2 separate regions of the Callithrix jacchus genome follow, and region 1 is linked to region 2. A link is a contact called in public Hi-C data. All regions are on one chromosome and are shown on one strand. Each heading gives the region's core, a stretch centred on a gene start, on an enhancer-like site or on the middle of the called end of the contact. The rest is flanking DNA. Distances are from core to core; before and after follow the strand shown.

The links. Hi-C and Micro-C count contacts between places; a contact is called where the count stands out from the background.
Region 1: a contact with region 2 is called in a Hi-C map of skeletal muscle, with 4 times the contacts expected there. The contact joins the promoter of RAPGEF1 here to the promoter of POMT1 in region 2. A contact is called at or near these places in 2 of 3 Hi-C or Micro-C datasets (induced pluripotent stem cells and skeletal muscle).

What each region holds. Positions count from the first base shown.
Region 1 is chr1:180,321,645-180,326,630 of calJac240_pri, reverse strand. It overlaps RAPGEF1 (Rap guanine nucleotide exchange factor 1), which reads left to right and starts at 2,552. Exons shown (of 23, transcript XM_035260974.3): 1 at 2,552-2,753. The coding sequence starts at 2,693.
Region 2 is chr1:180,110,710-180,116,198 of calJac240_pri, reverse strand. POMT1 (protein O-mannosyltransferase 1) reads right to left here and starts at 4,216. Exons shown (of 17, transcript XM_078330186.1): 1 at 4,088-4,216; 2 at 875-925.

The DNA of each region.
Region 1 (4,986 bases), core at 1,303-3,802, 210 kb before region 2:
CAGGTGAACGCCCAGGCTCAAGTGAGTCTCTTGTCTCAGCTTCCTGAGTAGCTAGCCTCTGCTCCTAAGCTTTTATTATTATTATTATTACTATTACTATTATTATTTTAAGACGGGGTTTCACCATGTTGGTCAGGCTGGTCTTGAACTCCCGACCTCAGGTGATCCGCCCACCTTGGCCTCCAAAGTACTTGGATTACAGGCATGAGCCACCACGCCCGGCCTGCTCCTAAGCTTTCTTAAAATTGGCACAATTCCTAGGCTGGCTAAGTTACATGTTCTTTTTTTTTTTTTTTTTTTTTGAGACAGAGTCTTGCTCTGTCCAGGCTGGAGTGCAGTGGTGCAATCTCAACTCACTGCAACCACTGCCTCCCGGGTTCAAGTGATTCTCCTGCCTCAGCTTCCTGAGTAGCTGGGACTACAGGTGTGCACCACCACATCCAAGTAATTTTTGTATTTTTAGTAAAGATGGGGTTTCACCACATTGGTCAGGCTGGTCTCAAACTCCTGACCTCGAGATCCACCTGCCTCAGCCTCCCAAAGTGCTGGATTACAGGCTTGAGCCACCGTGCCCTGCTGCCAAGTCACATATTTTACTCCATTTCTGCAGTCATTGGCTTGGGAATAGATGTGTGACTCAAACTGAGCTAATTAGAGTCTGCCATGGAACAATGATGAAAGAGATCCTCTTTGTCCATTGCGGTTGTTAAGCAGGCAGGTGACAGGCCCAGGAGTGCTGGTGCCCAGCTTCACCCTTTGCCACCTTGTAGAGAGAGATGGCCTGAGGATACAGCCAACACAGAAGACCAATGGGCTTATTCCAGAGCCTGGGGTTAGCTGCATTTGGACCTCGCTGTATACCTGGTTTACTAATTATGATCTTCCAAAAATTCCTTTCTTGCTCTAACCAAGCAGGGCTAGGTTTCTGACAGTGCAATCAAGCATCCTAACCAGTACAGGAAGCTGGTCCTGCTGGGGCATGTCAGGGAAGGATTCTCCATAGAAGTGACAGTGAAACTGAGAAGCGAAAGATGACTGGGACCAGTCAGGTGGAGAGGAGGGGAGAGAACATTCTTAAGACAGTGGGAGCAGCTTATGAGAAGGCTCCAAGTTGTCAAGAACTGGGCTTTTGGAATCCATTTGCTTCATTACTTTGTGTGTATTCTACTATAGCTATAAACATCTTTCATGAATAGCCTTTATTAAATAAGATCTGTGACTCCGATTTACCATAATGTCCATTTGCAAAGTACTTTATTGTTTGCAAATCTCTTGTCATTGGATATGTCATAATTTATTAAATATATTTGACTTTGGTCTCACAAACCCCTGACTGCACTTAGTATTCATGCAGTCTAATTTTCTACTTTTCACCCAGGATTTTGGACTTAAAATACTGACTTTTCTCAGCTCAGAAGCCTAGAAGGATTGGAGGCAGCACTGAAAGTGTTTCGGAGTTGGGCCTCGGGCCAGGGGCCAGTTTTGCCTAGTGATGCAGCTGCCAAGAGGGCAACAGGTCCACCCTTGCTCAGAGCATCCATTCATCAGCTGGAAGAGGGAAATGAATTTGGCCTCCCGAGCAACTGGGACTATGGGCACGTGCCACCATGCCCAGCTAATTTTTGTATTTTTAGTAGAGACAGGGTTTCACCATGTTGGCCAGGATGGACTTGATCTCTTCACCTCATGGGCCTCAACCTCCCAAAGTGCTAGGATTACAAGCATGAGCCACCGTGCCCAGCCCGCACCCCTTCTTAACACCAGGGCCTGGGAGTGGCCTCATAGCACCTCCTGCCAGCCCAGACTCCAGGCTGGGTAATGACTCCACTCTGGCATCAAAGCCCTCTGCGGGCCCAGGGTCCATGCCAAGGCGGAGGATCCATTCCCCACTTCCCCACCCCAACCCCATGCCAGTGACCAGGGCCCAATCCCATCAGGGAAAAAAAAGCAGGGGTGCTGCTGGTTTGGGGGGAGGGTCAGGACAGGCTCCCAGTCAGTAGAGCTTGTTGAGTGCTGGTGAGGGTGAGTTCCTTGGCGTGGAGCCTCTGGCCCACAGGGGATGCTGGGCCCGGGATGATGGGAGGATGGGGTAGACATCCATTCCACGTCTTGGGGTGGAAAATCTGGCCCCGCAGGGTCTCTGTGTCTCGGGTGAGGGGACAGGCCAGGCTCTGGGCAACGGAGGATCCTGGGTTGGAGCTGTCAAGTCCCAGGCCTGGACCTGGTGACTCTGGTCCCACAGCAGAGGAATCCGGAATCCCGGGTGGAGTCAGCCCCAGGCCCGGGCGTCGGGACTCCAGATCGGCAGGGGGCGCTGCGTCTCGCGCCTCGCGCGCGAGGCTCGGGCGGCTCCGGGCAGACAGGGGGCGCTGTGGCGGCGCGGCGGGAGCCCGGCAGGTGGCGCTGTGGGCCGTGGCCGCGGCCGAGGCCCGGCGGGCGGGCGGCGGCGCGGTGCTGCAGCCGGCTCGCGAGCCAGGAGAACGGCGGCTGGCGCGCGGGAGGCGGAGCGGCGGCGGCGGGCGCGGCGGGAGCGGCTGGGCCCGGGCGGGCTGGAGCGCGGTCGCCGAGCGCAGGGCCGCGGCCGCGCGGAGCCCGCCATGCCGGCGCGGGTCTGAGGCGTGGCGAGCCAGGGCCGAGGCGAGCGGCGGGCGCGCCGCCCCTGTCGCCCCGCGGCGGGCCCGGCCCGGGCCCGATGAGCGGCGGCCTCGGCCTCCGGCGCAGCCCGGAAATGTCCGGCAAGATCGAGAAAGCAGGTGAGGAGCGGGCGCGGGGCGGCTCCCTCCGGCCCCGCCGGGCCCGCGGGCTCCGCCGATCACCGGCCGAGCGCGAGTCCCCCGGGATGCGCGGCCCTGCGTGCGCCGGGGCGGGGTGAGGCCACCGAGGCCTCGCCGGGGCGCCTGGCAGCTTCTCCTCCAGGCCCATTCCCGGCCGAGCGCGGGGGAAGCGGCCGCTGCGTGGGCACCGGGGGCCGGGCCGGGCGGGGCCCTGTGACCCGGGGTCGGGCGCACGAGCCGCTTCGCGGTCCCCGGGAACTTCCGAAAATGGCTCGAGCCCCGGGCAGGGGAAGAACCGCCCGGGCCGCGTGCTGCGGCGGCTGCGGAGATCCGTGCCCGGCCTGGGCTCCGCACTCGGAAGGTGAGCCGCCCTGAGCTGTAAAATGTGTCATTTCTAATGAGCCTGGAGTTTAAATTTAACCAGAAGCGTCCACTTCGGTTGCTTCAAAGGAAGCAGGCTGGATATGTGGGGGCGTTTCGAGGACGCAGTCAAGTTTCCCCCCGACTCTGATCAAGCTCAGACGGGCAAGGAGGGCAGGTGGGGGGGCCGGTGGGTGTGAGTAGATGATAAATCTTGATGCAGACCTTATCTCTTTGTGTGTTCCTAGAAATCTCGGGGAGTTGCCTTCCGAGTCGCTGGGTTTGCCTGTCCTGGGAATAGAGTCTCCAAAGATTCAATGACTGTCCTGCATATGAGACCCCGGGCTTCATTAGCCTGCGGCACCTTTGGAGTCCAGATGCGAATCCTTGGGTGTAAGGTGAGGTGGGTGGGTGTTCCGGGGGTCCTTTACTGGGGGCATGGCCTGTGGTCATAACCCAGGTACCAGGTTAGCTTTACGGCTGAATTAGGGAAAGTAGATTTTTAGAGTGCTGCCAGGGAGGTCTGTGGCTTTGATTGTGGAAGTTGCTTATGTTTCCCGGGTTGAGTATGGGATATTTCTGTGGGCTGCACCCTTGCAGCGTACCCACGAGGCAATGTGACATTTGCAGGCTGTGGTTGAAGCACAGAAGGACATATTTGTAGGCGTTGTTGAGGGTTTACTGTATATCTGACTCTTATTACCTAAAATGCATTGCTTCTTAAATTTTTGAAGCTTGTCTGTGGGAAAGAATATGGTCCCAGTTTTACAGGCTCACAGAGGTTCAGTGAATTCCAACTGTCCAGCCAGCAAGAGGGTAGCAGGTGGGGTATTGATTCCTGGGCCCTCTGACCAGAAGCCGGGGTGCTTTTCTCAGGGGCAGGACGGTTGGGTGCAGGTGCCATTTCTTGGGTATTTTTCTCACTGATCTGGAGCGCCTGCCGCTTTGCCCACTGACCATGAGTTGCCATCCTGTACACCTGCTGCTCCAGAAATATCTTGGGTTCATCCGTGCAGCATTTCTCAGGAACTTCTTGTAGTGTCTTATCAGAATGTACTGTTGGGAAACTTGGATAATTTATTTTATCCAGTTGCACTGGGCTCTTTGATTATAAGAATATTCGACGTTCATTGTTAAAACTTGGAAATCATGGAAAAGTAAAATGAACTGGATTGAAATATCATCTGTGAGCCCGAAACAGTGGCTCACGCCTGTGATCCCCGCATTTTGGGAGGCTGAAGCAGGAGGATCACTTGAGCCCAGGAGTTTGAAACAAGCCTGGGCAAAATGGCGAGACCTCATCACTACTTAAAACAGAAGCAAATTCTGTTTTTTAAAAAAGGAAAAAGTTATCTGTCATCCCGTGAGCTGCTTTCCACAGCCCAAACTGCTGGGAGTGAAACAACTCTTGATTTGAGTTCTCTGCTGTTGGGAGAAAGACCTGAGGCCAATTCATTTCAGTGTAGGTTGTCCTTGGGCCTTCTCCGGCCACCGCCTTCTGCTAGGGGTTGTGGATGCAAGGGCCTGCTCCCGGAGAAGCTTGTCTGGCCTAGCACAGTTCCTAGGCTACCCCAGGCTGCCAAACCTAGTGACTGTGCTGCCATGGACACAGGTGAGAGGGGCGTCATCAGTGCAGGAACGAGGAAGACTTTGAAGGGACAGTGTTTGTGCTAGGCTCTGAAGAGAGGGCTGAGTTACCCCTGGTGGAGACAGGAGAAAGAGGACAGAGGGGAAGGGGCTGACCAGGGGCTATGAAAAGTGTGGAAGGAAGATGCATTTTGTGAGAAGCAGAAAAAGTAAGAGAGTTCTGAGATTGTCAAGACCAGGGTTGGGACCTCACCTGGAGATTGGG
Region 2 (5,489 bases), core at 2,967-5,466:
ACCATCTCCATGTGCTGCAGGTGTGTTTGTTTTTTATTTTTTTGAGACAGAGTCTCACACTGCTGCCTGGGCTGGAGTGCAGTGGCATGATCTCAGCTGGCTGCAACCTCCGCCTCCCAGGTTCAAGCGATTCTCCCGCCTCAGCCTCCCAAGTAGCTAGGATTATAGGCACCCACTACCACACCTGGCTAATTTTTTGTATTTTTTTTTTTAGTAGAGATGGGGTTTTATTATTTTGGCCAGGCTGGTCTCAAACTCCTGACTTTGTGATCTGCCAGCCTCAGCCTCCCAAAGTGCAGGGATTATAAGCATGAGCCACCACGCAGGTATGTTTTCACAGAACACCCGGCCTGCAGGTATCTTTTCACATAATGCCATCATGTTCACAGACTCTAATACACACGTTTACAAAACTGGAAACCACATCAGCAGTGGAGTGGGTAAATTATGGGTGAAGGCTTTGAAATTAGCTTTGCACAGGCACGGACCTGATCTCAGGAGGTAAAGGAAGAGTGACTAAGGATTCGAAAATTACCATTTTGCTTGTACATTTACCCTACCTATTTTCAAAAACATTGTAGCAATGTACAAAGTTTACGTGTACAAAGATAATTGCAGTGAGATGCTACATAATACATGTACCAAAAACAAGGGATAAAATAAGGACTGTAAATAAACACTAAGGTTTTTACCAGACTTTTCAAGTCTTTCACTTGCATCCAACCCATTTATTATTTCCTGGACTCAGATTAATAAGGCAGTTTCTGCAGGACTAGGTATAAAAGCGAAAAGAAAAGCCACAGTTGTTAATCCCTGCGAAAGCCATGTCTCCATTCTAAGCTGTGCACATTCATAAGGGAAATGAAACTTTTACCTGCTCCAATTCTGTTCCACAAAAAATTGCCATCGAATCCTCCTAAATAACCTGAAACAGAAGATTAATCAGTAACCATTCTCTTCAGCAAACGTTTTCAGAGTACTGTGGCAGACAATAAACAAGATGCATCAATAATAAGACTGGTTTCTGCCCTTAAGAAATTCACTGATAAGTTTAAATGCATTTCAGGTCCTGACGGGCAGGGGCTACTCTCCTAACTGATGACGCCTACCTCCCAAGGCCAGCACCATGTGGCCAAATGGTGGTCCACTGTCGTCCAAGAAGAAGATTCGTTTCATGTAAAAAGAGATGTACTGCCCATAATATACTTCGTCAAAACTGGGAAAAAAAACCCACACATTGTATTCAATTAGAATCTTAACTGTAAACAAAATGTGAGGATAAATGTCTATGTGTTTCCAAATGACTCTGGGTGGGTGATCAGCAAAGGGTGGATCGTTTGCCCCAATTGTTTCCCAGCCCCAAACATTAAGACACATACAGCATCATCCACCTACAGAGACATGAGAATTCACCAAGCACAGCTGGCACTCAGCATGCCTGCCCCATACAGATTCCGTTTCTCCCACAAATTTGATTTAGGTGGATACTACAAACCAACCTGCTGAAATACCTCCCAGGACACGAGGCTAATCCCTCCTATCCACCCACCTCCGCCCGGGACAGAAGCACATCTGTGGCTAGGGATCAGACCTGATGACCCAATGAAACGGCTGCAAGTATGAAGGGAAAATGTGGGAATCAACTGCAATAACATGTCTTCAATCAGGGAAATGTGAAGATAACCGAGCAATTTATCAGGCATGACAATGGAACCGTGGTTATGTGATTTTTAAGAATTCTCCGCTGGGCGAGGTGGCTCACGCTTGTAATATCAGCACATTGGGAGGCTGAGGCGGGTGGATCACCAGAGGTTAGGAGTTTTGAGACCAGCCTGGCCAACATGGTGGTACCCTATCCCTACTAAAGATAGCAGAATTAGCCAGACGGGTGGCAGGCGCCTGTAATCCCAGTTACTCAGAAGGCTGAGGCAGGAGAATTGCTTGAAACCAGCAGGTGGAGGTTACAGTGAGCTGAGATCGCACCATTGCACTACTGCCTAGGTGGCAGAGCAAGACTCTGTCTCAAAAAAAGAAAAAAAAAAAAAAAAGAATCCTCATCTTTTGCAGATACACTGAATTATCTATGAATACAATATGTCTAGGATTTGCTTCAGAGTTCCACTGCAGGGAGGGGTTGGCTGTGAACCGATACAGGTGAAGCTGGGTAATGAATACATTGGTGTCTATGGAGGGGCATTCATTATACTCACCTCCCTGCTTTTGCATATGTTTGACATATTCCATAATAGAAAGTTAAACAAACAAGAACACGCATTAATCAGTTAACAAACAGCCCTTCGATACTAACAGCAGCCATTTCCTATTATGACAAAAACACATTCTGAGTGCTGTCAACAGTGAAGACTCACTTCCAAATCCATCAGTCCTCTGCCATCCAGACTTTAACACTGTTATCTAAGGCTGGCAACCAGATATTCCTCTACCACACCATCCAATGGGCCAGATTTCACCTGCCACAGACCCAGAAGGCAAGACCTAAATACTCTGCTGGGGCTGTCCTGGGGACAGACTGGTCTCTCCTCTCACTGCCAAAAACATCTATCACCAAGAAGCCAGGATTTCACTTTCCTATTTATGCTATTCAGTAAGGCCCCTCCTGTCACAAAGTACAATTTTCAATTCACACTGGGAATTTAGTCATTTTGCTTACACCACGGCCCGCGGGTAGGTGAGCTGCCACAGCCGGCTCAGTAACCCCATCCCAGTCAGGGCCACAAGGTGCAAATTGATGTCGGCAGTCACCACTACAGGGCGCTTCAAAAATCCCCACATCTTGTAGAAAAGCAGGCTCAGGTAGATGCCCTAGAAAAGAAGGGAGGCACCGTGGTCAATGAGGGCTCACAGGAAGCTACAGAAGGAATCCGAAGCCCCCGGCTCCCAGATGCACAGAGGGAACCACAGCACAGCCAGGCTGCTGAGAAAGGCAGTTGTTCATGGAGCCTCAGTTCAGGTAGACATATGGGGTGAGGGGCACTACCAGTGAACTCGGGTGGGACTTCAGGGATCTCAGGACTGGACATTCACTCCCTTCAACAACTCATTCCTGCTGAGAAAGGCAGGGATAAAACCTGCTGAGAACGTCCTGGGAGCAAGAACACTGCTAAGGAATGCCAGTCTTTCTCCCCTCCCTCCCCAACGACCAGGAGCTCACACGGTGCCGACGGCTCCCCGACCCTGAGCAGCTCCTGGGTGCCATCTCAGCTGCTTATGCCCAGGGACCTCAACCCGCCCGAGCCTCAGGGCCTTCTCATCTCTCCTTAAGGATGAATCTGCCCCCAGCGCCTCCCGGCCTTCTCTCCCAGGGGCACATCACCCCGAGGGTGTTCCCTTTCTTGCCTGGAGGGTGCATTTGCAGTCTGAGCCCCCCTTTCTCACCTGGAGGGTACATTTGCACTCTGAGCCCCCCTTTCTCACCTGGAGGGTGCATTTTCACTCTGAGCCCCCCTTTCTCACCTGGAGGATGCATTTGCACTCTGAGTCCCCCTTTCTCGCTTAGAGGGTGCATTTTCATCCTGAGCCCCCAAGTTCTCCTCCAGGCTTCATCTTCCCTTGAGCTCTGCTTCTTTTGAAGCTGCATCAGCCTTGGGGTCCCAGTCTCACAACACAGCTGCATCTGGCCGCTGGCACCCCGCTGACATCCCCAGGCCCCATCTACCCTGGACGAGCTCTGGCTCTTCCCTCCCTGAGCTGCATCTGCCCTGAGCACCTTCCTCCCAAGAGGACCAGCCGTCCTGGAAGTGCCTACTCCCCCCTTGCAGACCGCACCTCCCTGGCCGGCCCTTCTTCCCCACAGGCCATACCGGTCCCTGCCACCACTCCGGAGGCTGCACCCGGGGCACGCCCCTCCTCCCTAGTGCTGCACATGCCGCGGAGTTCTTACTACGGGGCTCGGTCGGCCCCTGACGCCTCACTTGCAAGGGTGAGGGCGCCGAACCCCGCCCACGGCTCCGGCAACACGGGGACGCCCCTGGCCCCAGCCTGTCCGCAGGCCGCTCACCCGCGTCACGCACTGATGGACTCCCCCGAGTGCGGGCTGGGCCCTCATCCCCGGTGTCCCTAAACGTACCCGCGTTTCTCCGAGTCCAGGCAGAGCCGCGAAAGACTCATGGCAAGGCCTCGGAATCGCCGGACTGGGCCGACGGCTGGGAGCAAGGCGCTTCGGCACTCCGCACCGCCCACCGCCCTCTCGACGTTCGATTCACCGCGCCTGCGGGACCCGACTGGCAACAGCGCGCGTGCGCACTGGGCAGTGGCGCGCGTGCGCAGCAGGTGAGGGCGCCAGGCCCCGGGGAGAAGCAAGTGTCAAACGCGGGGGGACTTCCCCTCCCTCAGGTGCTACTGCTTTGTGTACCGGGTTTTCTGTGTACTCTAAGCAAACGTGCAACTTTTTAAAAACGCAGTGGGCTCCCACCAATCTTCTCCTTGCTTTTTCACTTCATCCGGCGTGGAGATCTTAATTCTGCCTCTGCACAGCGGTGCGCCAGTTTGCTCCCAGATTTCTTTTTAATTAATTAATTAATTTGGTTTTGAGACGGAGTTTCGCTCTTGTTGCCCAGGCTGTAGGGTAATGGCACGATCTCGGCTTACCGCAACCTTCGCCTTGCGGGTTCAAGCTATTCTCCTGCTTCAGCCTCCCGAGTAGCTGGGACTGCAGGCGCCCGCCACCACCACGGCTAAGTTAGTGTTTTTAGTAGAGACCGGTTTCACCATGTTGGTCAGGCTAGTCTCGAACTCCTGACATCAAATGACCCGCCCGTCTCGGCCTCCCAAAGTGCTGTGATTACAGGCGTGAGCCATGGCGCCTGGCTTTAATTTTTTGGGACAGGGTCTTGCTCTTTCGTCCAGGCTGAAGTGGTGTCAGGACCACAGCTTGCTGCAGCCTCGACCTCCCTGCCCCACGCTATCCTCCCGCCTCGGACTCCCGAGTAGCTGGGACCACAGTTCCACGCCCCCACGCCCCTAGTTTTCTTGCCAAAAAAATCGCTGCCGCGAACCTGCTTGCACATACATCTAGCAGAGGAGGGGCTGAGGGTAAGTGCATTTAAAAGGGACCTAGGGCCGGGAGCGGTGGCTGACGCCTGTAACCCCAGCACTTTGGGTGGCCGAGGCAGGAGGATCAAGTGAGCCTGCTTGAGTTCCAGAAGAGCCTGGGCAACATAGCAAGAGCCGGTATGTATGAAAAAATACAAAAATTAGCCGGGCCTGTTGGTGTCTGCCTGCGGTCTCAGCTACAAGGGAGGCTGAGGTAGGAAGATTGCTTGGGGCAGGGAGGTCGAGGCTGCAGTCTGCTGTGGTCACACCTGTCTCAAAACAAAAAACCCAAAAACCCGGACATGGTGGGGGCTGCAAGACCACCAGAGGCTTCAGTGGGGGCAACTCTCTTAAACTCCCTGGCAGAAGACTGGAGGCTTCTTCCTCCCTTCCCAGGGCTCCTCTTCCTCATCCATCAGCCTCTCCAGCCCCCTCTG